Regions from separate parts of the Rattus norvegicus genome. Here region 1 is linked to region 2. Evidence: chromatin contacts called from public Hi-C data. All regions are on one chromosome and are shown on one strand. Each heading gives the region's core, a stretch centred on a gene start, on an enhancer-like site or on the middle of the called end of the contact. The rest is flanking DNA. Distances are from core to core; before and after follow the strand shown. Region 1 has its middle 190 kb from the start of Krr1. Region 2 holds the start of Phlda1 (pleckstrin homology-like domain, family A, member 1).

Region 1 (4,053 bases), core at 815-3,314, 320 kb before region 2:
GAGCATCTCCCCTGGGAGCTAAGCCCTTTTAACCGTCCCCTCCAGTCTTCATTTTCCCAACCCCTAAATATCAAAATGCCTCATGGGCGTAAAGAAAATAACAATTACATGTAATTTAGGTACGCCAGGGGAGAGTCCAAGCAGCTGCATCTAAAGACGAGTCACTAATACGCACTCCCCACTGCTCCCCCAAAGTCCCCAAGATGGCAGCTTGCTAATGATGACCTTCTCTGTGCAGCAGGGGAAGCAGAGCAAACTACCTTCAGGAACCTTCATCTCACTAAATACTGAACCATCACAGAAGAGTGGCCGTCAAACCTGAGAACACAGGTAAAGGCTTGCCAAGTTTTAAATGATGTCTGTAGTGGGCGGACCAAGAAGAGATTGTCCTGGGTGATTCTATCAAGGTGGCTTGTGTGCCAGGGGAGTCAGACTAGATGTCTGTGCAGAGACCAGTGGGGAAGCCGCATTGTGTAAGAGCTCATGGTAACACAGGGTATCTCCTTAAGCTGTCGATAAGTGTTTTCCTGGGTTTCTACCGCCATAGAATTCCCTTCCTCTGAGCAAGACAGGTAAATGCTCTCTGATCTATTCTAATTCTTCAGTTGAAAGAACTTATTGATAGCATGATAAGAAGACCTTGACTTTTCAAGAATCAAAGGAGTTTGGATCCCATCAAAGTGACAGAGGATGAACAAAGAAACTAATATTCATGTGTTTCTTGCAGCAGATCAACTGCTTTTCCTAGCTACTTTCCATTCAACCATTATGAACTTGTAAGACAGAGATTTGATCCTCGTATAAACTAAATACTTTTTGTTCTGGTTACAGAGGCTAAGGAACTAGTTTCAAACCCATTTTCTCGGTTTCTAAAGATAATTTTTCTTCTCTAGACTACACTATTCACTGTAATTTCACAAACAGGGCCCTAAGAGGTTGAAATGTGCCTAAAGTTCAAAGCCAACATATGGCCATACTTAAAGTCTGGTTTGGCAAGCTCATGAGCACTCCACTGTGCAAGAGAACTAGCATGTTTTCTTCTAAAGCCAGAAAGAAAGAGGGAAAATAGGAGACATCAGGAGGAGGGAGTTTGGAGCCCAGATCTTTATGCTGGACAGGAATGAGCTTAACACACAGATTTGAGAACATCCGTTCCTTTGTGTTTCTATACCCTTGAGTAGGTGAGTTGGACCCATCCCAGGATGAGGCTCAAATTGAAGTTGGAATTGCTGCTCAGTTATTTTCGTGGGCAGGAACTCAGCAATGATGAGATCAGGATCAGGATTTCAGTCTGCCTGAACCTCCTCTGTTCTTCAGCCAAACTGCAAGGTTTCCTCTACCCAGCCAACCGAGAATCTCACCCTTTTGGGTGTAAGTAGGAACCTAAGAAATCATGGGCCAGCACACAAAACCAAGCACATGCCTGTGGCCAGTGGATCTAAGTCACAAGCTTCATGTTATATCAGGAACATCCCTCTATATCTGGTCAATAGGGTGCTGATCCAACCACTGAACCAATAAGAAGGGTACACTCTCTGTGTAGCCCCCAGAATGATAGTTTTTCAATCCCAGCCCCCCCCCATTCCCATAGGGGCACATAATTCCCTGGAAAACGCATTTAATGTAGCTTAGGGTAACCTAATTCCAGAATTGAATTTCATACCTGACCACATAGAACTAAATGTGGTTTGCACCTTGCTTTTAAAAACATCGGGTTCCAACCAATTGTCATAATGTTTTGAATTTAGTGATTTACTTCATAGGAAGTCCTAGTTTGGTTTTAATGAAGGAGGTAAGGTTTGGGCCCCAATAGAACCTCTATTAGACAAAAATGTCTTTCTGTCTTCAGCTCTGACAACAGTAAAATAGGTCAAGAGATGAAAGTCCTCACAGGGTGGAGGGGATGGTATGTGCCGCCTTGACTCGTGTTTGTAAAAAAAAAAAAATCACAAGTGGCATTTCCTCAGAAAACAGGGACGTTATAGAGAAGCGAATACTACACAAAACTCTTTTTCTTGGGGGGAGAGCAGAGCTGGGGGCATGGCACACCCCTTGGCAGGACTTCAGCTGGAGAAGAAAGGCTGCTCTGTGTGCAGTTAGCCTGCTGGTGAGGCGTCTTTACTGACCGATGCTATTGCTCTGGTCTCTTTAAAAGATTGGTTGGTCTTTTGGGATGGGTTTCCTGATCATAGAGAATGGAAGATTCCTTAATTCCTTTTCAAACCCAGAACCTTAAAATATGTGTGTGTGTGTGTGTGTGTGTGTGTGTGTGTGTATGTGGTATATGATATATATGATGTATATGTGTATGTGTGTATGTATATGGCGTATATGATATATATGATATATATATGTATGTGTGTGTGTGTGTGTGTGTGTATATATATATATATATATATATATATATATATATATATATATATATATATGATCAAAATAGCCATCAGTTATCTGCCTTGGGGATGAGGTTTGACATCCTTAGGTTTGAGAGCCCAAAACACAAAGCCCTCCACTTTACACTAGATATATCTGCATATGTTCATTTAGACCCACAGGTGATCTCTCTCCACTTACCCAGAAGGCTTTGCAGTCCAAATGCTGGTGGGAACTGCCCATCCCTTTCTGTCTGACTACCTTTCCACTATGGCACGGGGATGTCTCTGATTATGGAGCTGTCTTCTGCTTCTTTGTAATGCCATTTGAGCGATGGTGTCTGGCAAGGTTGAAAACGTCATGTGTATACAAAAATGAGCCAGTGTATAAACCAAGGAAGGAAGGCACCAAGCATCTGCGGTTTGCCAACAGTTTAGTCTAGCAATACCTCAAAACGTCCAAAAGTACAGGAGAATGTGTGTGCAGACATTAAACATTGAGCCCAACGAGTTAGTCACCTCCTCACTAAATAAACGCACCCCTGGTTTAGCACTTGGCCCATGTCTTACTATGAAGTGGTCTCTTGCTCCATTGCTCCATGCCATAAGGGCCAGTAAGACAAATTTCCTTGTTCATCCTGAATGACTCTCTGGGTGTTCCCTTTATGGCAGAGAAGTGACAGCCTGAGTCAGGACCACGGTCTGTTGGCTCAGTGTAAAAGGGCAGCCCCTTTCTACTGGAATGTGGAAATTAAAGTTAGCTGTCTCTAATTGAAGCAGATCAACCGGGACAGCTGAATTAGCTGCTTATAAGAAAGTCTCGCTCCTCCAGCTGTGTGGCAGGGGTGAGAAACCCTGCTTGTGGCATCTCTGACATGGGCTGAGGAAAGAGAAGAGCGAGCTGTTAGGAATCATTCTTTGCACCATTTACTTCACAAACTAGGCTGCTGAGTGACTCTGGGAGTGAGCCCATAGGAAAAGCGAGCCGGATGGGCTCACGTCTACCTGGGTATTTAAAGTCTGCACTGTTGATTTTCCTCTAAACCCCATTTTTTTCTTTCTCTTTTTTTTAGATCATCAAATATCAAGGTTATTATTAAGATTGGTGCTTGAAAACTAAATCTGGGAGCAAAGGCAAAATAAAATTGTCTCGTGGGACTTGCTTATTTGTCCTTATTTGCAATGTAGCCTGATTTTCACTCGAACCATAGCTCTTTGTATGGTGTGACAGGATACAGGCTTCTCAAAATGTTCGAGGCTACAGATGGATACGTTCTTTTTTTAACATAACAAGGTCAAGTACTCTTCATTTGAGTTTCTCCAGGATTAACACCTGATAGGTACCTCAGGCTTCTTTTCAGCGTTTATAGACAGCATGTTAGTATTGTGCTAACATATTTACTATTTAGACTATCTACCTCTGGTAAAGGGGCAATAGGGAAGACTGGAGAGAACTTCAGGTCACGGTTCACTTCTAACTTTTGCTTATGTATCCTTTGGATCACAGCTAACTTCCCTTACAGCTTTGGCCTTTCCGTCTGTAAACACAACTGAAACCCTACAGTCATCTGTATTTCCTGTCTTGACAGCCTCACCTTGAAACTGGGCACGTTCTCAAGGATGTAATAAGTCAGAGTCAAGTTGGACAACTTTCAAAGGCCTTTCTGGTGCCCTTTTCTAA
Region 2 (3,773 bases), core at 1,106-3,605:
TTTTAAAATCTAGTGTCATTCTTACTGATTTCTTCCTAGAAAAGCATGATCTCAACCACCAGGTTTTCATAATCATACCTTCCAACCCATTAGCTTTTTAAAAGAAAACATCTGCACACACTACACATCTATGAAAGAGACTCTAAAAAGTGAAAGTAATATCAGAATTTAATTTCAACTTCTTCAAATACAATGAAAAAGAGTCGACTTTATGAGAATGTTCTGGGGATGATGAATCCATTTTTCATGTTTGCCCCACTCCACCACTCTTCTTCCCCTTTTTCTTTTCCAAGATCAGGGCTTACTAGGAAATAGGTTTCTGAAAATAAAGTCTCTTTTTTTTTTTTGGCGAGAAGGGGAAGAGGAGGTGGCCTACATTCAGAAATGTCTTAGAATAGGCATTAAAAAAACATAAATAATCATAAACCAAAATACATTAAAATAAAATTACAGTACATAAATTGCTCCTACAAGGTCCATTACGTTAGGTGATCCTTCCAAAGGTTCATAAATAGTCATCTTGACTCAAAATCGCTTCCTGCACTGTGATGAAGCTTACGCAGAAAAAACTACGAGGAACTGCAAGCGCGCGTTATCCGTAGGGTGATGTCCAAACTACTTGATCTGGCACAGGGCGGGGAGACTCCGTTGGTTTTGATCCAAGTGAACTTAAATAGTAATGCACTCTTCCCACTTCCCGAAGTCCTCAAAACCTGGAAAGGAAGAACACAGAATGAAATGGATGACTCAGAAGTCAAGACCCTGGTCCCTCCCGGCCAGGACAAAGGAGTGCCCAGAAGGACACCAGGTCCGCAGGCACACAATAAAGTAGCACTAAGGAGGATGGCAGTGAACTAGAGTGATCCAGTGCTGCGGGGTAGGTGGTCTATCCCCCGTGCCCAGCTCCCTGGTGAAATTCCTCCCGCTCTTCCTTCCCCGCCCGGCCTCTACAAGTTCCAGCCTGCCTATCTTTTTGCCACCTCTCCACAAACTTGAAACGATTTCTTTTTACTTTGCTTCGGAAGCGGAACCGGTCAACAAGCTTTCCTCTCTTCCCAACAGTCATGCTGGCAGGTTTCTAGGAGTCCCAAGTTGCCAGGACCTTACCTTGAGTGGCCCGGGTGCCGCCCTCTTCAGGCAGAGTTGGAGGTGCTGCGGAGAAGCCGGTGGCCCTGTGGCTGCGAGTGGAGAGGCTGGTGCGCATGCTGGAGTTGGTGTGGATGAGGGTGAGGGTGCGGGTGCGGGTGCGAGTGCGCGTGAGGGTGAGGGTGAGGGTAAAGATGAGGATGCGGGTGCGGGTAGGAGTGGAGCTGTTGGGGCTGGGGCTGCTGCTGGGGTTGGGGCTGAGGTTGGGGTTGGGGTTGGGGTTGAGGCTGGATCTGCGGCTGGGGCTGGGGTTGGATCTGCGGCTGGGGCTGGGGTTGGATCTGCTGCGTCTGCGGAGGCTGCTGCTGGACCAGGTGCTGCTGCTTCTGCCTCGTAGACTTGACCGCCAGTATGGCCTGACGATTTTTGTACTGCACCATCTGCAACGTGATCTCTGCGTTCCAGCCCTGGTCCTGGGGACACCGAAAGTCGATCTCTTTGCCCTCCGCCATCACCACAGTGAAGTACATATACTTGCCCTTGCGCTCCACGCAGTCTACAGTCTTCATATTGGAAAAGTGCAATTCCTTCAGCTTGGCTGGTGGCTCAAGGCTGGTGACGGCGGGGCCACTAGGTTGGGACGGTTCGGCTGTCCCCTGCCCGGGCTGTTGCTGCTGCTGTTGCTGCTGCTGATGTTGTACCTGCTTGGGCGGTATGAGCAGTAGCCCTTCCTCAGTGAGGATGCAGCACTTTTTCTTCCAGAGCTGCAGCAGCCCGTCGCTTCGCTTTTCCAGCACTCCTTCCTTCAGCGCCTTGCAACCGCTGCTCTCCAGCATCCTTCCGGCATAAGGGGTGCTGCTGCTCCGCTCGGCCTTTAGGCTTCCAGACGCTCCGGCTGGGGGTAGCAGTAGCAGCCGTGCGCTGTCCTCGCTCCAGCGGCTTCCGCGGCCGCCTGCCCGGAGCGCACAGAGAAGGCTGACTCGCAGGAGACAGAGCGGTGGCGGTGGCGGCGGTGGCTCGGGGTCCCGGCAGAGGGACAGGCGAGTCCTGACCCGCCACAAGATCCCGGAGCCGTGAGCGGGCTGCTCTCTGCCGTCTTCCGCGGAGCGCTCACTGAAGGGCACTGGCCGGGGCCCCTCGCAGCGCTTTTCAATGGGCCACCCTCCCCACCCCCGAGTGACACCCAGCGGAAAAGGCGGCTCCTGGCTCCCGCGCCGCGGGGGAAAACCCAGCTCCGAGAGGCGCTCGGCAGCCGGCGTACGCCTCATTAACTTGGGGCCTTCCCAGTGCCCGCCGTGGACACGCCCCCGCCGCTGGCTCCGCCCCCGCCGGCTCCGCCCCGCCGCCCACGGCCTCCCGCGCCGCCTGGAAGCCGGGCTCCGGAAACTCTTGGCGGCTCCACGCGGTCGCTGAGGTCGCCGCGGCTGCCGGGCGGCGACTGCCGACGCCCAGAGGGCGCCGAAAGGCCAACCCCACAGTCCCGCCCTTCCCAGGCGGGTGGGCTCTCCGCTGCGGGGGCGAGTAGCAGATCCAGGCAGGCCTGGGGAGCCATCCCTGGGGTTAGCGCGGAGCCGGTTCCAGACCAAGGCATAAAACTTAGGGAACCCAGTTCCATAGTGTGCATTTCCCCCCATACCTATGTAAACACCTCAGGGAACAAAGCCCAAGTGTGCTTCGAGCTTTTTTCAGTCATTAAATAATCCTTCCTGGAGAAATTAGCAAAGTCAAAACAATAAAGCTGAGGATTTGATGTAGTGGCAGGAAAAGAAGGGTGGACTCGCTCCAGGTATATATTCTTGACTTCCTTTTCCAACACAGGGCACAGGCAAAATAGCCAGACTCACCAAGCTCTCGTGGTTTTATTTGTTGGGGGGAGGGGGTGTTTGTTTTGCTTTGTTGGTTTTCGTGTTTATATTTTGCTTGTGTGTATACATTACATAGTACGTATATTGTATGTGAATGCAGGTCAGAAATCAGCAGGTCCCTGGAACCGGTAGTGACCCACCCTACAGGTTCTGGGAATTGAACGAGGGTCCTCTGCTAGGGCTGCAATTTCTCTAGCTCCTCAGGTTTCCTTTCAGATCAGACCTTGCAGTCAGTCCATAGCAGTAGCAGGGTAGGCAGTTGTCCAGTACTGGGAGATCCCACACATAAGCCTTGGCGAATATCCTATAAACACCTATGGGTATCTGACTCTGGGAAGGTCCTAGTCCCAGTCTTGCATTTAAACCTTTCAGACACTGCTTCCTGATAAGGTAGAATAAAAGGCATGGATAATAGTCTCCAGTTTGAGGGGTTGGGGATTTAGCTCAGTGGTAGAGCGCAAGGCCCTGGGTTCGGTCCCCAGCTCCGAAAAAAAAAAAAAAAAAAAAGAAAAATAGTCTCCAGTTTAGGAAAATAACCTCTAAGTCTTCTCTCATAATAAAGAGATAGGATAAAACAGTCTCGGTCAAACAAGGGCTGCTGCCACACTGCGAGAAGTCAAGAATCCAATTGAAGAAAATGGAGAGGATGAATTACGCACATGTTTTTGTGTGTCCTGCTAAGAAATTCGAACTTAATCTGAGAGCTAGCAGAAGAGTCCCTTTAAAAATAGGTTTTTTCTTTTCTTTTTTTCCCCATCTTTATTAACTTGAGTATTTATTTACATTTCGAATGTTATTCCCTTTCCCCGCTTCCGGGCCAAC

What was found. Hi-C and Micro-C count contacts between places; a contact is called where the count stands out from the background.
Region 1: a Hi-C map of Schwann cells shows a contact between it and region 2, with 6 times the contacts expected there. The contact joins the enhancer-like site here to the promoter of Phlda1 in region 2. A contact is called at or near these places in 3 of 12 Hi-C or Micro-C datasets (the A7r5 cell line, Schwann cells and mammary epithelial cells) and 1 of 1 datasets of contacts at active chromatin or transcription factors (oligodendrocytes).

The regions. Positions count from the first base shown.
Region 1 is chr7:49,174,217-49,178,269 of GRCr8, reverse strand. No RefSeq gene overlaps it. Among named protein-coding and RNA genes, the nearest start is that of Krr1, 190 kb to the left of the region's middle. Within about 2 kb of position 2,064, at least 10 of the 93 cell types and tissues checked have an H3K27ac peak or open chromatin away from gene starts, as enhancers often do. A contact at or near this core is called in Schwann cells, where this site is marked.
Region 2 is chr7:48,852,272-48,856,044 of GRCr8, reverse strand. Phlda1 (pleckstrin homology-like domain, family A, member 1) reads right to left here and starts at 2,355. Exons shown (of 2, transcript NM_017180.2): 1 at 1,108-2,355; 2 at 151-713. The coding sequence starts at 2,354. The coding sequence ends at 1,134.